Regions from separate parts of the Macaca fascicularis genome. Here region 1 is linked to region 2. Evidence: chromatin contacts called from public Hi-C data. All regions are on one chromosome and are shown on one strand. Each heading gives the region's core, a stretch centred on a gene start, on an enhancer-like site or on the middle of the called end of the contact. The rest is flanking DNA. Distances are from core to core; before and after follow the strand shown.

Region 1 (4,611 bases), core at 870-3,369, 320 kb after region 2:
ACAGTGAACGTCACAGTGAGTAGAGAATTAACAGTCCCACCAGGACCAAAAGCTCAGCATTCAGGACTGTAAGAAATTTCCAGTAAAGGGACTTCGATTTCAGAGGGGGCTTGAAAAGGTTAAAATAATGCATCAGACTGATGTTGGCAATATGCGTCACCACCAGTCACAGGGCAGGGGGTCTGTGCTAACCACATTCCCACAGGACTGCCATTGGGATCAGATCAGGAAATCTGCAGGACAGAAGGTAGAAGGTGGAAGGAGACAGAAGGGAATATTTTTCCATTTAACTCTCCTGGTCCCATTAAATGCACAGTCTTCACTCCCCCACTCTCCTGGTGCTATCCTCCTTAAAAACATCATATAGAGAAGGATTTTGTGGGATGGAGACCCCTCAAATCTCTAGAGTACTTTTACAGTTAGCAAAACACCTTTACATTAATTATCCACTTGGTCCTCACAATAACCAGGTAGTACTATCATCTCCATCTCATACATCAGGAAATTCAAGCTCAGAAATGTCAACATCGGTGGTTCGGCACTGAGTGTACACAAAAATCATGTAGAGAGCTTATAAAATGAAGATTCCCTAGCAGTTCCTTCTCTTGCTCCACCCCTCAATCACACATCATGATTCAGTAGGCCTGGGTCAGGGCCTGGGAATGCCTTCCACTGCCCACAGACCGGGTCTCGTTCTGAACCCCAGGCTGGAATGCAGTGGTGCAATCTTGGCTCACTGCAGCCTCTACCTCTCTGGCTCAAGTGATCCTCCCACCTCAGCCTGCTGAGTGGCTGGGACCATAGGTGTGCACCACCTCACCCAGCTAATTTTTAAATTTTTTTGTAGAGACATGGTCTCACGATGTTTGTCTTGAACTCCTGGGCTCAATTGATCCTCCTGCTTCAGTCTCCCAAAGTGCTGGGATTCAGATCCCAAAGTGCTCTGTAATACATTTCATATTTTGACCAGGGAACACTACATGTGAATAGATATATCACTGAAACACAAGCTCAACTCTGACATTCTATGTTTTTCTCAATTGCTGTTGACATCCCACTAATTTGATTCCAACTCACTAATGGACTATGTAGAATGCCGGCCTAGATGACTGACATTCTTTCTAATTGAGAGATTCTTTATCACTGAGCTTCTGCATCTCAGTGGAGCTGCTCCTCTGTGACAATGCCAGAGGCTCAGGGTTGCTTCTTGAGGCCAAGCTCACACATAGCAGGGGATGCAACTTGCAGCCCTTTTAGGGCAACATGGTTGAGTCCAGGGATGAGTGTAGTCCTTTTGCAGACTGTTAGAGCAGAAGGGGCCTGAAACTCTAGTTGCAAACGGCCCAGCATGGCACCCAGATACAAGACCCACTGCCCCCTGGGGCGGGTTACAATCAGACCCATGGGCTGGACAGAAGAGGGTAAAAAGCCAAGCTTGTGTCTCTGCAATTAAAGACACAGTTCCTGGCGAGAAGCCTGGATACGCCACTAGATGGCGGTATTTGTCTTCTGTAGGCTGCCTAGTCCAGACAAAGGAAGAAGCGGAAACAAGATCAATGGGCAATTTCTTCCATGCTCACATGTTATAGATAACCGGGCTCAAGCTTTACATGCAGCCCAAAAGCCATTATGGTTCAAATACAGGATGAATATCCTGGTTCACTTCACCTCAATGGCTTGATCAAAAAGATTTACTACACCAGGTCCCTACCCTGGCAAGAAGTGAATTCCAAAGAACGGCCAACAAGGGAGGGTGCTGGGGAAATGGTTTGAGGGGTCAGGCAGAGCTGCTCCTGCAACAGTCCCTTCTCATCCTCTCCTCCAGGGAAGCTGTAGGGTGAGATTCTAAGACCAACGTTATTCCTGCTCAGAAGATGCTGGGAGCTGAGTAGGCAGCACAGAATCTCAGCATGCATTCAGGTTAGGTTTTTGATTCTTCTCTGATCTTGTACCCCTGCTTCTGGAATCTTCTCTCATCTTATTCCCCTCACTGTATCCTCCCACTCCAGCAGCAAGTCCCTATCTGGCCTTTCATGCCTGAGTCTTGGCCCCCTTCCCGGGAGCGCTCAGATATTTTCTCTGCCTAGTTCCCTAGAACGCCGCCTAAGGCCTGCTAAGCCTTCTTGATGCTAATTGTCTGCCTGGCTTCCCACCCAAGTGCCTGCTGCTGAGTCACCATCCAACTCCCTGTCCTTACTTTCCCAGTCTCTCTCCTTTCTGGGTCCTCGCCATTTCCAGTGGGGCCTGTGCCCCTGCTGACCAATCCCTGGGTGGACGTGGCCTCCCTGCCCTCCGCAATGCTTCCCAGAGGGGCAGAAGGAGCTCTTCCCGTCCTCACTTTCCTTCGGCTCTGCAGTGATAGCTGTGTTGGCTTCTTTCCAGCATGAACTGCTACATACACAGGGGACATTTCGTAACCACTCTTTGTAACTCCATCTGCATTTTCAAAGTTCTCGCATTCACCAGAAATGATCACTTTCATTTATGTCTATTTTTACATGATTAATATTTGGAGATTAACTGAACCTCCTTCTTGTATACACTGTGTGAGCTAGATTGTCCCTGTGAGCTTCCCCACATTATGGAAAAGACACAGTTATTATTCCCTGATGGTTTCCCAATGGCATCCAGAGAGTGAGGACAGGACCCCTGAAGAATTCTGTTGTCATTTCAGAGCTTCCATTTGTGCACCTCTGTGTCTCTGCTCCATTCTCCAAGGTAGCAGAGCCTCATTTAGGGCATGGGCTCTACAGCTTCTCACCAGCTGTGTGACCAGGAGCAATTTACTTCACCTCTTTGTCTCAATTTCTTCATCTGTCAAATGGGGATAATGACAGTACCTACTTCATAGCTTGTTGTGAAGATTAAATGAGATAATATTAAAGCACCTAGGATAGTGCCTTAAGCAGAGAGAGCTAAGTGATTGTCTAAAAAATAAGTTCTGGGCCAGGTGCAGTGGCTTGAGCTTGTAATCCCAGCATTTTGGGAGGCCAAGTGGGGTGGATCACTTGAGGTCAGGAGTTCCAGACCAACCTGGCCAACATGGTGAAAGCCTGTCTCTACTAAAATTACAAAAAATTAGCCGGGTGCGGTGGGGCATGCCTGTAGTCCCAGCTACTTGGGAGGCCGAGGCAGGAGAACCATGCAAACCTGGAAGTAGAGGTTGCAGTGAGCCGAGATCATGCCACTGCACTCCAGCCTGGGTGTCACTGTGAGACTCCATCTCAAAAAACAAAGTTCTGGAGGTATTAGTGAATTATTATTTAAATTTGGGAGGAAAGGAGTACAGAAGAAATTTTAAACATCAATTTTGATGGCATGTTGTTTGGTAACAGACTGTATCAACTGTATACATGCACATACATTATTATGTAAATGAATCTTTTTTTTTTTCTTAAAGTCATCTTCATGGAGTTTTGCCCTAACTAGAAGAACTGACCCTGAGGCTCACTAGGGAAGGTGACTCAGACCTCCCTCAGATCAGCACATACTTTTCCTGTTATAATAAAAACAAAGGAATGGTGGGACCGAGGATTCCCTTATGCAACATGAGGATTCACTCTTGCCTCTTCATTCCACATTGCTTTCCAGGAAGCTTCCCTGTGAAGAAACCCCTTTACCCCAGAGTCTGATACCTGCCCTCAATACTTGCCAAATGAGCCTTCTAGTAACTGTGATACTGACTTCTGACACTGCTTTGCAGAGCACTTGGATCTGATACTCTTGACAGAGGGGGAGCTGTGCCCAAGAGCGCCCATCAGATAAGTCTGACCTCCTCCTCCTCCCCTGGCTGCCCGCCCGCCCGCCAACTTCTTCCATCTGATCATCTGATTCCTCCACAACTCTTAGCCAGCCCGAGGCACCAAGTTCACATAAATTAACATCTACATATGAACAGCCTCACAGGCAGCCAGAGCTGGCTGGCAAAAAATATAAAGCTGGAGCATATCTACTTGGCATGGTTTCAAGGGCACCGTGAGGTCCTGCCAACTCCTGTGCAAAAACTGTCTTTCTCTCCTCCCCCTAACACTCCCTGCACCTGTTGCTAATGCCTGGCATTTCTTCATCAGAAAGTGATTTCATCTAATTAGGTAATGTCCCTTAGCATGAAACACCTCAAAGCAGAATATAATGATTCCTTTCCAAATGCAAAAATATGAGCTGCACCACACGAGTTACTTTAAGCATGAAAATGCTCATAATAGCATTTTTTCAAATGAGGAAAATTTTACAATAACATAACCCCCCTCCAATACTAAAATATAAAAATCTAACCAGTGGGAAGTGGGTGAGGGTTAAAAAGTTACCTGTTTGAAAGGCCGGGCGCGGTGGCTCAAGCCTGTAATCCCAGCACTTTGGGAGGCCGAGACGGGCGGATCACGAGGTCAGGAGATCGAGACCATCCTGGCTAACACGGTGAAACCCCGTCTCTACTAAAAAATACAAAAAACTAGCCGGGCGAAGTGGCGGGCGCCTGTAGTCCCAGCTACTTGGGAGGCTGAGGCAGGAGAATGGCGTGAACCCGGGAGGCGGAGCTTGCAGTGAGCTGAGATCCGGCCACTGCACTCCAGCCTGGGCGACAGAGCATGACTCCGTCTCAAAAAAAAAAAA
Region 2 (4,764 bases), core at 2,188-4,687:
CCAAAACCAGCAGCCTCCTTTGGGTCCAGAAGCTTAGCAGTGATCAGACATGGAATGTTCCAGAAGTTGCCCACAAAGGAAACTGTTCCAGTGGCTGTGGGGAAGTTTTGCCTTGAGGTGAGCAATCAGTGCATACTGAATTTAATGAGTAGACAAAAGTTAAAGCATTTGAAGGTCATCTCCACTCTCCAGCTTAATTAAAATCAAAAAAAAAAAAAAACAAAAAAAACAAAGAAGAAGAAGAAGGGACAAGAAAAAGCGCATAAACCAGAAAGCAAAAGCTCAGAGAAAAGGCATCTCCAAACCAGTTTTAAGATATTGGAGACTGGATCACTCAGGATTTAGAGCTTATGGCAGGTCTGGGCAAGTTAGGGGACTCAGGAATCCACCCAGGTGGTATAGGATGGGGGCTGGTAAGAAGGGAACCAGGGGAAGGTTTGATTGCAGAACTTTCCAAGTGCGGTTTAGGTAAGTGGAGGTCTGTGCTGGATCTGAGTCCGAGACAGATCAAACTGATATTTCAACAGTTTGTAAAGCACTGGAGTTGAAAGAAGGAAGGTGACACACAGAGGATCTGCTGCTCCACAGAGCCTAGGCTTAAAGAATGCTAGATAAATGCTAATTTTTATTGTAGTTATTAATGCAATATTTACCCAGTTTCCAGGACTCCACTCCCCTTCCATCTAATCCATCCTATACTCCCCTGACAGACAAATCTTTTAAAATCACCACTTGGCACACAACATCTCATAGCTCTTTCAGAGCACTGACTGGCTGATTGATTGACTGAGACAGAGTCTCGCTCTGTCACCCAGGCTGGAGTGGAGTGCAGCGGTGCTATCTTGGCTCACTGCAACCTCTACCTCCTGGGTTCAAGCGATTCTCAGGCCTCAGCCTCCAGAGTAGCTGGGATTACAGGCACCCGCCACCATGCCCAGCTAATTTTTGTATTTTTAAAAGTGACAGGGTTTTGCCATGTTTAGCTAGGCTCGTCTTGAACTTTGGCCTCAAGCTATCCACCTGTCTGGGTCTCCCAAAGTGCTGGAATTAGACTTGAGCCAACGTGCTGGCCCCATTATTTATAATCACTGCCTCTCAAACTGGGATAAGGGTAGCTCCAAGGCCACTGACCTGAGAGACAGGTAGCTCTGAGATAAACCCAGGACACCTCCTGTAAAATATTTAGGGACAAGCATTTTACATCAAAACAAACATGAGGATATTATAGAATACGTTAACCCAAAATATCAGAGACCAGTCTCATTAAATTTAGAAAGTTTATTTCGCCAAGGTTAAGGATGTGCCAGTGACGGGAAGTCCTGACAATATGTACCCAAGGTGGCTGGGGGTACAGTTTTCTTTTATACGTTTTAGGGAGACATAAGACATCAATGAATATGTGTAAGATGTACATTGGTTCGGTTTTGTAAGGCGGGACAACATGAAGTGGGGGCTTCCAGGTTAGAAGTAGATAAGAGACAAAAGGCTGCATTCTTTTGATTAGCCTTCCACTGAATACACAATTTAGTCTGGCTCAGTGAATCTGCATTTTTACATAAACAATAGGCCAGAGGGAGCAATCAGGTATTCATTTGTCTCAGGTGAGCCTCAGAGGGATGACTTTGAGTTCTGTCTGTCTTTTGTCCACAAGGAATTTCCTGTGGGTAAATTGTGAGCGAGGTATGTAGCTTCTTAGCTATCTTATTTAGGAATAAAATGGGAGGCAGGTTTGCCTGACCCAGTTCCCAGCTTGACTTTTCTCCTGGCTTAGTGATTTGGGGGCCCTGAGATTTATTTTCTTTTCACAAATACTGTAAAGGAGCTTGCTATGGACTGCTGCATCTTTGCCGCCAGGCACACTATATTGTACTTCAAGAAGTTTACTTCCTCAGGCATTGAGGCACCACCTTGTCAGAGTTTGGGAGGAGGCCGACAAATAAAGGTTAACAGCCAAACTCCTTGAGCTGGGCAGTTAGGACAGTTTTCCACTGGGCCCTCCAAGCCATTCTTCCACCAGGTCCCTGACTTGCAAAGGTGAGACCCCTTTGTTCTTTACCCCTTCCTGCTTCAGTTTTAGCCAAGCCATGCTGCCCTTTTGAACAAGGCATCCCAGCTGTCACTTCCTCCAGCAGTTAACCCCTCTGTCCCTCAGTTTCCTCAACTGGATAACAGTAGGGTTGTCAGGAGGATGAAATGAGTTAATATGGGTAAAGGACTTAGAACAGCGCCTGGCTGGCAGTGTGCTCTCTGTACTTGATAGGTATTCTATCTTTATCTTCTCCTACCTGAATGTTGCCTCTTCTCTTGCCTATAAACCACTCCACTCTAAATGCACTTGTAGCGAATCCAAGCCCAAGGTATCCTTTGCTGCACCATCTGAGGAAGACCCCACCCCACTCCTTATTGGCCAGTTCAGATCCAGCTCATATGTAAACTGCAAGATGAAAGCCTGAGCATATGTTTTTGAGTCTATCAGTTTGATCATGGAAACTGACAGATTGTCAGTAAGGACAACGAAATATAGCGGCATATTGGCCAGTCTCAAATCCTTGAAAGGTGCAAATGTTAAAAAGTGAAAAGCTGGCCGGGCGCGGTGCTTCGCGCCTGTAATCTCAGCACTTTAGGAGGCAGACACAGGAGGATTGCTTGAGCCCAGGAGTTCGAGACCTACCTGAGCAACACAGCGAGACCCTCATTTCCACAAAACATGTAAAAATTGTCCGGGTGTGGTGGCGCGCACCTGTAGTCCCAGCTACTCAGGAGGCTAAGGTGGAGGAACCCTTGAGCCCAGGAGGTCCAGGCTGCAGTGAGCGGAGATTGGGCCACTGCACTCCAGCCTGAGTGAGAGCGAGACGCTGAGAAAGAAAAGAAAAGAAAAGAAAAGAAAAAAGAAAAGAAAAGAAAAGAAAAGAAAGAAAGGAAAGAAAGAAAAGAAAGAAAGAAAGAGAGAGAAAGAAAGAAAAAGAAAAAGTAACGTAGGTTTTACCTGTGCCTCCACGCCCCACCGTGCCCTCCCTTGCCTATCCAGAAGTCGCTTTGCGGTTCCACGCGCGGGCGTCTACGTCCCACCTCAGGCCGCCGGAGGTGCGGCTTTGGGAGGATGAGGTGGGCCCGGCACGACATGACCCCCGTACCTGCTCTCCCTTTCAGAGTCTAGCAACCGCCTTTGGCCCAGGTAATCTCAGCTCGCCTAATGCTGCGTGCCCCGCCGCTTTCCCGTGGCGACGGGCGGCGAAGCTACGGGAGCGGGCTCTACTCAGTGGTTTCGAGCCCCCCATGCCCCAAGTGAGTCGCAAGCGACTTCCACCTGGGCCCATAGGGCCTCCGCGTCCCGGGCCGGTCCCCGCACAGGGCGGAGCCGACCCGGCCCGGAGCTCGCCCCGCCCCGCCCCGCCTCGCAGTAAGCTGACCGTGTGGCGGCCGGGAGGGGGCCTGGCAGGGGAGAGAAGGGGAGGAGAAAGGAGAGGAGGAAAGTGGAGCCTGGCGGGACGGAGGGAGGAAGGGAAGGGGCGGAGGCGAGGGGCAGAGTGTGCCGGCGCGCGGGGGAGCCTCGGCGCGGGGCGCGTCTCGGAGCCCAAGTCGCGGCCCCCGAGCGGAGCCAGCCCCTGCCCTGCCCGGAGCCGCCCGCCGGGGCCGTCCCGAGCGGCGACACCCTAGGCGTCCCGGCCCGCCAGCCAGGGCAGCCGCCGTTCCGGGACTCGGCCGTGAGCGCTGCCGGACAGATGGTGGCGGCGGGGCGCGGGCCAGCGCGGGCGCTGTGAGCCGTAGCTGCGCACGGGGCATGTGGCGGCGGCCCCCGGCCCTCGGCCCCCGCGCTCCGGCCCCCGCCCGGGTCCCGGCCGCCGGCCCCAGCGGAGTGCAGCGACCGCGCCGCCGCTGAGGGAGGCGCCCCACCATGCCGCGGGCCCCGGCGCCGCTGTACGCTTGCCTCCTGGGGCTCTGCGCGCTCCTGCCCGGGCTTGCAGGTAAGCCGCGCCGCCCACGGCGCCCAGAGAAACTTTGTCGCGCACACAGCCGCGGGCAGGCGTCTCAGAGGGGCGGGGAGCGCAGGCAGTGCCTGAGGGCAGAGGGCGCCTTCAGGGCACTCCCTGGTGGATGGACCAGTCGCCAGGGGACAGCCCCGCGGGGCCGTCGTGAATCTCCTCTCCCCTCCCGGGCTGAGGAGGAGCTTCCCTTCCTGTGTAAACAGCCTGGCCGGCCTGCTGACCTAGCCCGCCAGCCCCGTGCCTAGGGCACGGGGAGGACCATCGCCGGCCCTGCCTTGGGGCCCGGGCTCTCCGTTGGCGGGCACAAAGCGGTCCTTGTGGCCGGCCGGGAGCGGGCGGGCTGCTGGGGGGGATGCCGCCGGTGTCCTGTTCCCGGGGAAGCAAGGGAGTCTCGAAACCCCAGCCAAAGCCCAGGGCCACCTCCACTCCTGAGGGCTCGCCTCCTGGGACTGCGGGTGCACAGGGCCCACCGCGAATCCTGGAGTTCTCTGCGCCTAGGCTAGCCGCCTTCATTTGAAGATGCAGACCCACTTCCCCACCCCACCCCGCCTGCTTCCGCCTCGCCTAGGCCACCGCAAACCCGAGGGGGCACCCGCGTCCCAAACCACAGCCCCACCTGGGACTTCCCTGTTAGATTCCTTCTGCCCGACTTTATCCCGCCATTTGCACACGCTCGGAGCCTCACACTCCCCTAACTGTGACGGATTCTGGAGTAGAGGACAGGGGCTGCGGAGATTGCCTTAGCCCGACGCTGCCATGGGCTGGCGGCGGTGCGAGG

What was found. Hi-C and Micro-C count contacts between places; a contact is called where the count stands out from the background.
Region 1: a contact with region 2 is called in a Hi-C map of skeletal muscle, with 6 times the contacts expected there. The contact joins the enhancer-like site here to the promoter of ITGB5 in region 2. A contact is called at or near these places in 2 of 2 Hi-C or Micro-C datasets (liver and skeletal muscle).

Annotation. Positions count from the first base shown.
Region 1 is chr2:158,672,047-158,676,657 of T2T-MFA8v1.1, forward strand. All of the region lies in intron 33 of KALRN (kalirin RhoGEF kinase), which reads right to left. Among named protein-coding and RNA genes, the nearest start is that of UMPS, 170 kb to the left of the region's middle. Within about 2 kb of position 2,120, at least 2 of the 6 cell types and tissues checked have an H3K27ac peak or open chromatin away from gene starts, as enhancers often do.
Region 2 is chr2:158,349,634-158,354,397 of T2T-MFA8v1.1, forward strand. It overlaps ITGB5 (integrin subunit beta 5), which reads left to right and starts at 3,438. Exons shown (of 15, transcript XM_005547933.5): 1 at 3,438-3,965. The coding sequence starts at 3,896.